Regions from separate parts of the Rattus norvegicus genome. Here region 1 is linked to region 2. A link is a contact called in public Hi-C data. All regions are on one chromosome and are shown on one strand. Each heading gives the region's core, a stretch centred on a gene start, on an enhancer-like site or on the middle of the called end of the contact. The rest is flanking DNA. Distances are from core to core; before and after follow the strand shown. Region 1 holds the start of Ino80c (INO80 complex subunit C). Region 2 holds the start of Zfp24 (zinc finger protein 24).

Region 1 (5,888 bases), core at 2,385-4,884, 86 kb before region 2:
CTTCCTGTATTCAGGCTTTGTAAAGCAACAGTCTTTGGGGATCAAATTTTCATGAGCATGGATGCCCTAGCTGTGTCTGTGGAAAAGAGTCAGTATCTGGCTGTTCACACTACAGTGGCTATAAGGCTGTCCCGAAGTGAGCTGAGCCCAGTCACAATGTCAGGAGGCCACCCCTCACAATCCCTTAGAATGGCTTCTCCAAGCCTTGCACCGGGCCTTCTGACATCTTTGACACTTTGCCCATCCCGTGGTTTCCTCCTCTCCCTGCTTTTTGTGGAAATTTGGCCTAGGAGATGTTGATCACATCAAGTTCCCAGCACCTCGAACAACTGCATATCTTCTCTTGGACCCACCTTTCTCTCTCCCAGTTCGGCAGTAGGGAAAACTGGAGTTCTGCACCCCTCGCTCACGTTCATCTGGGGCCTTCTCTAGGCTGAGACCTGTTCTCCGGGGGGCAATGTGGACTGGGCAGGATGGCCCTCTTTTGACTTTGCCTGTCTACACTAAGGAAGGAGATAGAAACAAGTAAGAGTGTCTGCCCGGGTTATTGGCTTACAATCTAGAACCTACTCTAGGTAATGAGGACCTCAGAGTCTTGGCTCAAATGGGTTTATTCCCTTTTCAGGGCCACTGAGGACCCCCTTCCTAGATTTGATGCATCACCTCAAAGTCCTGAGGGGAGGTCAACAGGAGGCTGTGTTTGGATGCAGGGGTTGGAACTCCACACATGTTGATGCATCCTGATAGACTGAGGAGCAAGGGTTCATGGAAGCTGGGAGAGCTTTCTCAGCATCGTGACTTCAGCCGTTTCAAGGTCTGTTCCCATCATTGAGGAGTCCTTTACTAGTCACTTTTTACATGGGAGTGATAATTTGCATACTTCACACACACTATCAAGAGGAAATGCACCGGTTGTTTTCCAGACAGCAAAACCAGTCTGATCCTAAATATCCACTGTATTTCCTGAGCTTTTTTGAGAGACAATAAACCTGGCACTCTATGTCTCAAAATATGCACTAGCTTAAGAATATGTTATTTACTGGTAATCTTTACATCTTAACTGGGATCAAAAACTCTGCTTAACTAGTACCCTCAGTCTAGTGTCTCCAGCACCACAGGAAGGCTTTAATAGCCTTTAGTGAAAGAACTGTGGCACTGGTGGGGGACCCAGGAGCTTCAGGGACCAGTAAGGAAGCTGCAGAGGCAGCCCACAAAAGGGTACATCCTGCAGCAGAGGTGAGATATGCCTTCCGAGTTTCCAGGGATGGCTGGGAGTTTAGGGGAAAGTCACTAGCTAAGTATGGGCCAGCTATGTTCCCTGCTCCATATTCTAATGCTCACTGATACCATGTGTGCTATGCATGCAGTGAAGTCTAAGAGGTCTCTCCGTGTGCTGTCAGTGGCAGTGACCAGCACTTCTGTGGTGGATGTAGAGCAGGTTTCTGACCAACTTAAAAGCCTTTGTAACTTCTGTAGATGTCCATCAGCATTCTCATGTCTTTATGGCCACCATCTGTTGATGCTTTGCTACTCAATCCTTGATGACTCTGATAACTGCACACAGTCAGCTTTTATCCAACTGGGAAGACAAGATTTACTACAACAAATATGTTCTTCCCTGCTAGACTGGGGGCTCCTCAACAACAGAAACTAATAGTCTTCTTGCTTCTGCTAATCTCCATCCTCCAGAATTAGAGTATAGAAGGCAATAAACAGGTTCTGGCTCGTGATAACATGGAACTGGATCAGAAGGATGGGGAAAACTAAAGATGAGCCAATGTCAACCCAAAATGAAAGAGTAAGTAGAAGTTACTAGAACTGTAGGAGGGAGGAACTGGGAAAAAAATGTAATACCCAAACAGGAGGAGCAATGTGTGCCTAGGCCTTGAGGGAGGAGGGAACACAGCTGGTGTTGGGGACTGGCAACTGAGAGGGAGTGTAGAGACCTGAAGAGACGTCAGTCTGCAGAGATGGTGGGTTTCTGAAGGCCTTTAAAACAGTGCTATGGACTGTCAGATTCATTCTAGGGATGGGAGAAAGCATGGAAGGGTTTCAGATGGGAAGCATGATCTGAAAACACAGAGTCTGTCAGCTGGAATTGGAAGTAATGACTCACACAGGCATCGAATTGAAAGCAAGGACTGAGGAAACAAAGACTTGGAAGGGCAGAGGGCCTCGGATATCAGGGGCTTCTTAACATAAAAGAACGGAATAAGAAGATCCCGGTTCAATCATGGCTACTCACGATGACTCCTGTGAAACATTAAAAATGTATCTTCATGAGGATATGACTATACGACACAATTTTGAAAACCATATAGTAGCATCACAAAGCATTTGATAAAACAAGACAACCAGAGTTTAGGAGGAGATAAGAGGATGGAGACATTTCAGAAACCAGGGGGAGAATTTCAGGAAGAAAGCAATCAGTGAGACTGCATTTGAGTGTGGCGGCTGGAAGCCAAGTGGTGGTCCATCCACTGTCCGACTCCTTCATATCTGAACTTGGTAAATATTACGGAAGTGGGCCAAGGTCCTCAGAGGCGTTTGCACAAAATTCAGAGGGTGGGGCAAAAGGAAGGAGGGTACACTACTGCTTATTAGAGCTAGAATTTGAACTGAGGCAAAATGGATGTCACCAGGCCAGGAGCTAGGCATTCATAGGAAACAAGGAAACAAAAACACAAGTTCAGAGACCAGAATTCCCTAGGAAATAGAATTCGTCTTTGGCAGGGCACAAAGATTTGTTGTTGGTTGCTGTTGAGAACTGAACAAAAGAGGGGTGAGCCGGAGTTATTAAGGACTTAATGTGCTAAAGTAAAGTTATATGGTTTTTATCTAGAGGATAAAGAGGCCTGTACCTCAGAAAGTTAAGTGCTACAATTAGATGTAAAAGCTCATGCTAGCAGCCAGTGTGAGAGCCAAGGATTCTGAAATGGCGGCAACTCAGACTCCCATTTGGAGACTGTCACAGGGATTGCATGGGAGACTGTCCCTGGGGTAAGAACAGAAAAGATGAAGGGGTGGCTGGAGTAAGAGGTTTGCTTGAGTGATTGGCGCTTGGGAGGCATGAGTCCTTGTGACAAGGAATAAAATCGACGGGGTGAGGATAGGGGAGGCCATCTGGAATGGGAAATTCCACACAAGAAGGGGTGTCAGTAACAGTATTACTCAGTCCTTTTTTTTCCTTCACTGTTCTTTGCTTCTGCATCAGTCTCTAGCCTGTGATAGTCATTTAACTACTAAGTTGTAAGGATTCAATCCTTTTTTTTTTTTGTTTACTGCACCCAAACATGATCATAATGCATCCATGACTTGCATGTCACTGTAATCCTGTCATTTGGAAGGTAGAGCTTTAGAATTCAAAGATAACTTGGCTACATGAGTTTGAGGTCAGCTTGGTCTACATAGCAAGCTGCAGGTCATCCAGAGATCTTGTCTAAAAACCAAGAAAAAGAATGTTACTAAAACACCGGATGCTCATTGGAACCCTCCAGGCACGTGCCCCAGGCCAAGGTTCACAGTGCCAGCAGCAGTCACCAGCCCGACGCCTTCTGACCCGGAAGGAACACTTCCGAGCCCCGCCTCCTAAGAGCCGCAGGGGAGGACTCTGTTAAGCTTCGAGAGGCTCGCGGAGTTTCCTGGCATCAACACGGAAGTAACATCTAGCCGGAAGTTTTAGGGCTCGCCTTGGGAGGGGTGGGGGCGGGGAGCCGCAGGCCGACTGCGGGCAGAATGGCGGCTCAAATTCCAATCGTGGCTGCTACCTCTACTCCCACCGTAGCTAGGAACAGCAAGAAGAGGCCGGCTAGCCCTTCTCACAACAGCAGCGGAGGGGGATATGGTGCTAGTAAGAAGAAAAAACTGTCGGCCTCCGGCTTTGCTCAGGTAGTGTCCGCACCGGCTGGGAACAAGAACGCATGCGCAGGCCCGAGAGGCGCCGAGAACGCTTGCGCAGGGAGGGCGGAAGCTGAGGCGCGTGCGCACTGCCAGTATTGACGGGGGTTCGGGGGAGGTTTCTGTAGTCTCCGAGGCACATCCTAATTTTTGCTGGAAGTTGGTATATTTGAGTCATAGGTTGGACCTGTGGTTTTGATCAAAAGGCCATCCGCGTCATATAGTAATGTAGGAGGTTGTAATCGGTTTAGCAGGAACGCCTAGTTCCGTCAGAACTTGTTTTCTGTATCTTTCTGCATGAGAAGTTCGCGGGTCACCCACAGCGCATCTCGCAGACACCCTGTGGGAGTCTGAGGGGTCTTCCCAGTGTACAGCATGGAGCGGTACAAAGATGGCTGATACCAGTGGGTTCCTTCGTTCCCCTTACATGTGCTAAATATGGATGTTAAAAGACTGATGATGTACGTACGCCCTTAATCCCAGTACTTGCAAGGTAACTCTGTGCAAGTTCAAGGCCAGTCTGATCTACAGAACCAGCTCCAGAACACCAAGGCTACAAAGAGAAACCTTGTCTCGATAAACAAACAAGCAGACAAATTAAGAGGTTGAGGTCAATGACAAAAGTGCTGTCAGAGACCAGCAGTGGCTTGGTTATGTTCTTGGATTTAGAAGGTGGTTATGGCCCTCAGTTTGTGTGGTGCATTTGCCCAGGGACTCTGTTGGTAATTGGTATTCCTTTTAGCATATTAAGTTACTATACTTGCATGCAATGGAACACACAAACCGAGGCTAGTCTCCAGATAAGAGAGGTCCAGAAAATTCCTGTTGATCTTGTCCCCATGCCTCAGCCTTGCAATTCTGTCACTCTGCTCTGTCCTCCCTGCCAGAGGTAACCACTCTTCCAACATCTCTTACCTCAATTAGATTTTAACAAACACTAATGTAATTGTCTGCATCTTATAGAACAGTGGTTCTTGTTCGTTTGCCACAAGAAAAATGTAAGGCAGGCTGATCTTGAATAATCTTGGTTTAGCCCTCCTAGAACTGGATTAATGGCATGAACTACCATGCCCAGTTTCTTCTATATGTACACCTTTTTTTTTTTAGGGGGGGGTCGTTTATGTTTGGTTTCAGACTGGGGGGCAGGGGACTGAGGTGCATATTTTACATAACAAAGCAGACCTGGCCTCCAGGTTCTCCCAGCATCCCTCTGTTTCTGCCTGGCATACCTTGCCCCCTACCCTGAACTTTACAGCACAAGGGGCTGGGCTGCCCTTCTCCCAGAGGCTCTTCCCTATATAATCCAGACATTTTAGTCACATTCTTTCTTCTTCTCATCACGCACACGCCCCTTCTCTCTTTCTCTCTTCTTCCTCTACACCCACCCTTTCTCCATGGAGGCTCCCCTGGCCTCAATCCTTGGAGCCAGTGAATTTGCTCACCGGAGAGCAGCCTTTAATATAATATAATCTGGTTTAAACTGGCTCATTGCACCGGCGGCAGAGACATAACCTATCCGTTTGAAATAGGGTCTCTTTGTAGTCCTGGCTGTCCTGGAACTCACTCTGTAGACCAGCCTGGCCTCAAACTCAGAGATGGCCTCTGCCTCCCAAGTGCGGGGATTAAAGGTGTGCGCCTGGGTTGTTTGGTTTGAAACAGGACTTCGTTATGTTTCCAGAGCTGAGGCTCGAACCCAGGGCCTTGATGCTTGCTAGGCAAGCGCTCTACCACTGAGCTAAATTCCCAACCCCCATTGTATACTTTTGATTGGAGTCTTTATGAGCTGCATTCTGTGTCTTCCCCTGTCGTCTGTCCTTAATGTGATCTAATATTCACTTGTGCCCAGACCTAGTACTATAGTCACTGCCTTAAGATGAGTTTTTGGGGTTTTCTTTTTCTTTTAGGTATTTTCGTTTGTTTTTACTTTTGTTTTTTGATACAAACTCTCAACAATGTCCGTGCTGGACCTGGAACTGATGGTATGTAGACCA
Region 2 (6,127 bases), core at 2,055-4,554:
AAAAAAAAAAAAACACAGTTCCACCAACAGGGGACTAAGCACTCAAGCTGGTGGCCATTCTCATTCAAATTATCACCTGGTCCAGTGCTTTTGACCTCCACAAATACCTGCTTGTACATGGTATACACAAACATACACATAAGTAAGAAGCCTTTTAAAAAAAGACCTAAAAACAAAATCAAGCCTATTCCTACAAACCTTATCCTTGGGGCAGTTCCATTCATGCCTGGGCCCATCCACTCAGGGTGCCTGCCTCCCCTCTCAGCACATGTCCCTCCATGCTGCTATTCTGTTCTTTTTACTTTTTCCACAGTCCGGAGAAATACTTTCTAATCTCGTTATTTCTTAGCAAGTTAGTCCTCTTAAAGAATCTTAATTTCATTTTACTCATTTCTAAAACTCTGGCACCCAGGCGATGCCTGTCTACTTTCTATTAGCTTGTTTTTGCCAATTAATAAACGAGACATTTTTATAAGGAGGTTAAAAAGATTTAGCTGGTCAAGAAATGAGGCCAGCAGTTAAGGGCACTGGCTGTTCTTCCAAAAGACCCAGATTAGGTTACCAGCAATTTACAACCATCTGTAACTCCGATTCCAGGGGATCCAATGCCTCCTTTGGCCGCCCAGGGCACCAGCCACACAGGTGGTGCACGTACATCCATACAGCGGGGGAAACATCTGAAGTCATAAAAGTGAATAAATCTTTGGGTTGGAAAGATAAGTCAGTGCTTAAGAGCTCATACTGCTCTGGGAGGGGACTGTGTGGTTCCAAATGCCTACATCAAGTAGTTCACAAATGCCTGTAACTCCAGCTCTAGGTAATCATACCCTGACACCCTCTGACCTCCAAGGGTGCACAGGGACACATGCATACACATAATTAAAACTAAAATTAAATCTTAAGAAAAATTAGAAATGAGCCTCTTTAGGGTTGAGACAGGGTCTCACCATGGTGCCTTGCCTAGCTTGGAACTTAATATGTAGATCGGCCTGCCTGTCTCCCAAGTGCAAGGATTAAAGGTTTGTACCACCATGTAGATTGGGTTCTACAAGAAGAGAATGTAAGCAAGATCGGCCAGAGGTGCTAGATCATCTCTTACACCCAAACGATATAAAGGAGTGGGGTGAATTATAGAACCTCTTGTAGCTAATCAATTTGGGTTTCAAAGTTTGTACCTAAACTAGGAAGGCAAGGCAGTGCCATGATTACCTAAGAGGAGGTGAAAAGGTGTCAAGGACAACCTGGTAGGGAGGCACAGAAAGAAATGGTCCGGTAGTAAGTATTCACAAGCCTCCCATCTATCTGTTCCAACAGGATCTGATATTCCACCGAGCCTCAGCTATGAGGCCTGTGTGGATGGAGTGCAAGGTCATCACCTCTGGTATGGGACTACTCCCTCACTTGGGCTACCCAGAGGAACAGGATGCTCTAAATATTTTAACATTTATCTTTTAAATGTATGTTGACTGTGTGTGATGTGTATGCAAGTGTGGTAGCGACAGAAGAGGTTGTTGGACCCCCTGGAGCTGTAGGGCAGGTGGTTGTGAGCTGGAAAGCAGATATGGGCTATTAAACAGCAGACCAAGTTCTTAACCGACAGTCTCTCCAGCTCCAAGCTCCAGGTTGCCTAGACTTTTAAGAAGACAGTGAGGGTTACCATTCTGGAAAAAAGGGCTTGAAATGACAGTTTTCCAAACTGGGTGCATGCAAAGAAGTAATGTCATAAGGAAATTCCCACTATGGTTCCTTCCCATTCACTACTTTAAAATTAACTGAGAATGGATCAAAAGGCAAAGCAAATTACAAAATGTCACATTTTTTACTTGAGTGGGTTTATTATGTTTTTCAGTATTAACTTGCTATAAAATCTCTTAAAGAAACAAAACAAAGTATGCTTTGAGTTAGCTCTTCGGAATCACAATAGACAAAAAGGTTGCAGAGAACAGCCAAGCCGGATCCTGTCTACAGCCAAACAGGAGATGGGGGAAGGCTGTACTAAAACCTCACAGTGAAGAGTGAAAAGTTACAGGGGTTGTGGGAAGGTGAGCTCTGGCTGGAATGGGAAGTCTTGCTATTCTGTGAGCTGCTTGTTTACTGCTCTCTCATTCACTAACAAGCAGAGGCCGAGGACACTTTGCAGAGGCCCAGGACACTTTGCAGAGGCCCTTCTGAATGAGACAATAGGGCAAGGCTTGAGGATCCTTTAAGTGTTCTGCAAACTTGACCTTTGCTTCTAACAAGACTTTTTCCAAAACAGAGCTCTTTTGTGCGATTTCCGAGACTTGACATGTGACCTAGCAAAGGCCGCAGGCAATGTGACCAGCCCACAATTGATGCATTTATTCAAAGTGTGCTTACTGAGTTTTCTATGTACCAGCCAGCATCCTGAAACTAGGGACAGGGAGGACCCAACTTTTTACAAGACTTTCAAACAAAGCACAGCTAAGTAATGCGATCACTTCTCAGAGTGTCCACAAGCATCTTGAGGCCACCTGGAGGAAAGGGCGTTCATTGGTCAGTGAGGCTGAGGCTGTACAATAAGTCCAAGTCACGCATGGTCAGAAGGCAAAGGCAGGCAACAGACCAGAGATGGCCTACAGAACAACGTAACAATTATTTAATGTCAAGGTAGTTGAGGTAGCTGAAATCCACTTTAAATAGGGAAATGAGGCAATCTAAGTGATTATGACTGCAGCTCTTTTTTTGGCATCAAACAACCAGCATGAGTATATTCTGCAATTCTCTGTGACAAAGGTCTCAACTATCTTGTTTCTTTGATAATCTGTCATAATCTTTGAAACACAGTAGTGGAAGACAATGGTTTGGGGCATGTTTAGAGGCAAACCTTGTTTCAGGGCCAAAGGCTCAATAAGTAAAGATGTGCGGGTAAAGAAAAACGATTTACACGTATTGTACAGCGACGGTGCCTGACACGATCATGGCACGTTTTCAGAACGTTTCAGAACTCTGGAGTAAGCTAGTTACTCCAGAGGGCTCCGGCGAGGAGCACCGGGCACTTGTGAAACTGCCGCCCACGTTCCTCCTGCTCCCCTTTCCTTTCTCTAAAGTGGAACAGAGAGCAACAGTCACTCAGTGAGAGGCGCAAGGCCAAGCGCAGCCTCAATGCGGCCATTGTCATCAAGCGGCACCTCCCCCGCTCACCGCGCGTCCCCATGGCAACTCCGGGCTTCGGCTTCCCCATTCCCTCCCGCCCCCCCCCCCGTCCTGCGGACCGGAAGCCGTGCGCGCCGGGGGCTTGTGGGAAGCGGCTGAAAGCGGCGGCGCAGCGTCTGCCCGGGACGACGAGGCTGTGGCGGGTCCCGAGCCAGAGGTCAGCAGCGCGCGGGGGTAGGGTTCGAGGAGGCGGGGGCTCAGGTAAGGGTCCAGAGGCCGGCGACGCTCAGCATTCCGGGCGTGCGCATAAAAGGCCGCGGCGGCGGAAGGGCGGCGGCGACCTGCGGCACTTCGGGGGTCCGCAGAGCCTCCAGCGCCCGCATCCTCTCCGGCCTGCTTTCCCCTCCCCCACGGGCCGGTTTTGTTCTATTTCGAGGCTCTAGCGGCTCGCGGAGGATTCTGGGAGACGCTCAAGCCGAGGGGGGATCCGGCCGTTCTCGCGCGCGACCTGCTGGGATTTGTAGTCCCGCCGGTCCCGGGCGGAAGTGCCTGTCCTGTGTGGCGGGGTGGTTCTGGGGCTTCTGCAGCCCTTCCTGGTGAATGCTGGGAAGAGGACGTCCGAGTTGCTGGGGCAGGCTGGGCTCAGCGCTGTGAGGCGGGCGGTCGCTGAAGACCAGGATCCCGCCGAGTGCCGGACGGCGTTCCTCCACATCCCACGAGCTTGGTGCAGTACAAAGTAAAAGAAAAAGCAGTTTCTATCACATAGAAATGCTTGATTGCTGATAGAATCGGGTCCAGGAATAAGAACTTAGATTTTGATATCAGGCCATCCCACTCCTGAGTGTCTATATGACCTGTCAGTTTGAGACAGCCTTTTCTGATCTTTTGTCTTCATCTTGATCGGTTTCAATATGGTTTTCTTAAGTTTCTGTCTCTTAAGTTCTTGGCTCTAATAAACAGTAGCCGTAAACTTATTATTCTTTATGTGCTGTAAACCGTGGCACGGCTATGATTTTGCAAATTCCAAAAGCATCAGAAAGTAGCTCAGATTTCCCCAAAGGAAAAGTTAGGGGAAGCTTCATCAGGGAAAAGACTCCCGTACACTGAGAAGTTGTGAGTGCTTTTTCCTAATAGAATTTGCTGTGGTTGAAGCTTGTCACTGTAAGTTTAAATGTATGTATGGTGTGGTGGAAGCCTGAGTAACATTTGTATGTTATGTGAAATAGTTCCTTCCCCAGTGTTATATGATCTGTTACTGAACTGTGTAAAAGAAAGTCTGTGACAAGATCTAATAGCCCAGGTTGGCTTTGCCACATGGATGACCATAATCTTGCTTCTGCATGTAAAGCCTACAATGTTGGGCTTTTGGGCGCATACCTATCTACTAGTGAACATTTTTCGCATATATTTTAAGTTTAGGGAGTTCCTAAACAAACATTAGAGTATTTGTGACAATTCTGGGGATTAGCTCAGCAGTAGAGCATGATGGGTAAGGATAGTCTCTCATTCTGGGGGATTCTAACTGGGAGAACGGTTGATCTATTTCCTACTCCAGGTTTGCAAAAAATGAAAAGTAGGGTGCCTCATCAGGTCGGGGGCTTGTTCCCAAGATCCCAGATTGCACATAGCAGGAGGGAACTAATGTCCCCTGACCTCCACACCTGTGCTGATGTGTTCCAACACGAAATAAATGTCAAAAAACATGTTTTATGTGTCCTACTGTTCTGAATACTTAGTTTGTTATTTTATGTATATTTGCACTGTGTGTTTGCCTGGTGCCTGAGGAGGTGAGAAGAGAGAGGAGTTTGTGGTTCAGGGAAACAAACCAGGGTCCACTGCAGGGGAATGCATTCTTAACTGCTGAACCAACTCTCCAGTCCCAAGCTTCAGGACGTTTGGAGAACACTGAGGTAGACTGCATCTTACCCAGATACTGTAGGCTATTAAATTACCCTTTGTAGACTATATGTCACAAATTAGCAATCTTTTTTTTTTCCTAAAAAGAGCAAGCTGGTAAATATTACATTGTTTTAGATCTTAGCTGAAATCATTGAATACTGTCAACTCTACCACATTATAGCCCAAACCACGATTAAATTTAATGACTTATATACACAAAATGTAAACATATTAATGGGGCTGGAGAGATGGCTCAGTGGTTAAGAGCACTGGCTGCTCTTCCAGAGGACCCAAGTTCAATTCCCAGCACCCACATGGCAGCTCACAACTGTCTCTAACTCCAGTTCTAAGGGGTCTGACATCCTCACACAGACATACATGCAAGCAAAAACAGTGTACATAAACCATTTTTAAAGACATTTTTACATCTTGTGTGTGTGTTTGTCTGTCTGTCTCTGTGTGTGTGTCTGTCTGTCCCACTTGTGAAGACCAGACTTGCAGAAATAATTTTTCTCTTATGTACATGTTGGTCATTGGACTCAAGTCATCAGGCCTTTGCCAGATGAGTAACCTTGCTGGTCCTAGACAGACACATCATATTTTCTCAGCATGAAGTATTTCTGTACTTTTTTAGTCATTAAAACGTTTACACTACTTCTCTACGGATGGTGTAGCAGGCAGCAGGGTAAATAGGCTGTGGTTTACCAGCTATGGCAGACTTTCAGTCAGTGTAAGTTATTGATTTCAAGTTTTAATCAAGTAAAGCAATGTATCTCTTTTTTTTTCCTTCTGCTTTTCGAATATCATGGGGTACTTGGTGATTTATGTGTTTTTTATTTCTTGTACCTTAGGAGTACTTTTGAGGAAAACAGGGTATTTCTGAGGTCTGTACCTTGCCTCAGTTGCCTTTTCTTGGAGGTATTGTAACAGGATGTCTGCCCAGTCAGTGGAAGAAGATTCAATACTTATCATCCCAAATCCAGATGAAGAAGAAAAAATTCTGAGAGTGAAACTAGAGGAGGATCCTGACGGTGAAGAAGGATCGAGCATTTCCTGGAACCATCTCCCTGACCCGGAGATTTTCCGGCAGCGGTTCAGGCAGTTTGGATACCAG

The links. A called contact is a pair of places that touch in the nucleus more often than the background predicts.
Region 1: a Hi-C map of liver shows a contact between it and region 2, with 2.4 times the contacts expected there. The contact joins the promoter of Ino80c here to the promoter of Zfp24 in region 2. A contact is called at or near these places in 2 of 12 Hi-C or Micro-C datasets (liver and psoas muscle) and 1 of 1 datasets of contacts at active chromatin or transcription factors (oligodendrocytes).

The regions. Positions count from the first base shown.
Region 1 is chr18:15,665,890-15,671,777 of GRCr8, reverse strand. Ino80c (INO80 complex subunit C) reads left to right here and starts at 3,634. Exons shown (of 5, transcript NM_001017446.1): 1 at 3,634-3,888. The coding sequence starts at 3,736.
Region 2 is chr18:15,579,138-15,585,264 of GRCr8, reverse strand. It overlaps Zfp24 (zinc finger protein 24), which reads left to right and starts at 3,304. Exons shown (of 4, transcript NM_182955.1): 1 at 3,304-3,375; 2 at 5,865-6,127. The coding sequence starts at 5,945.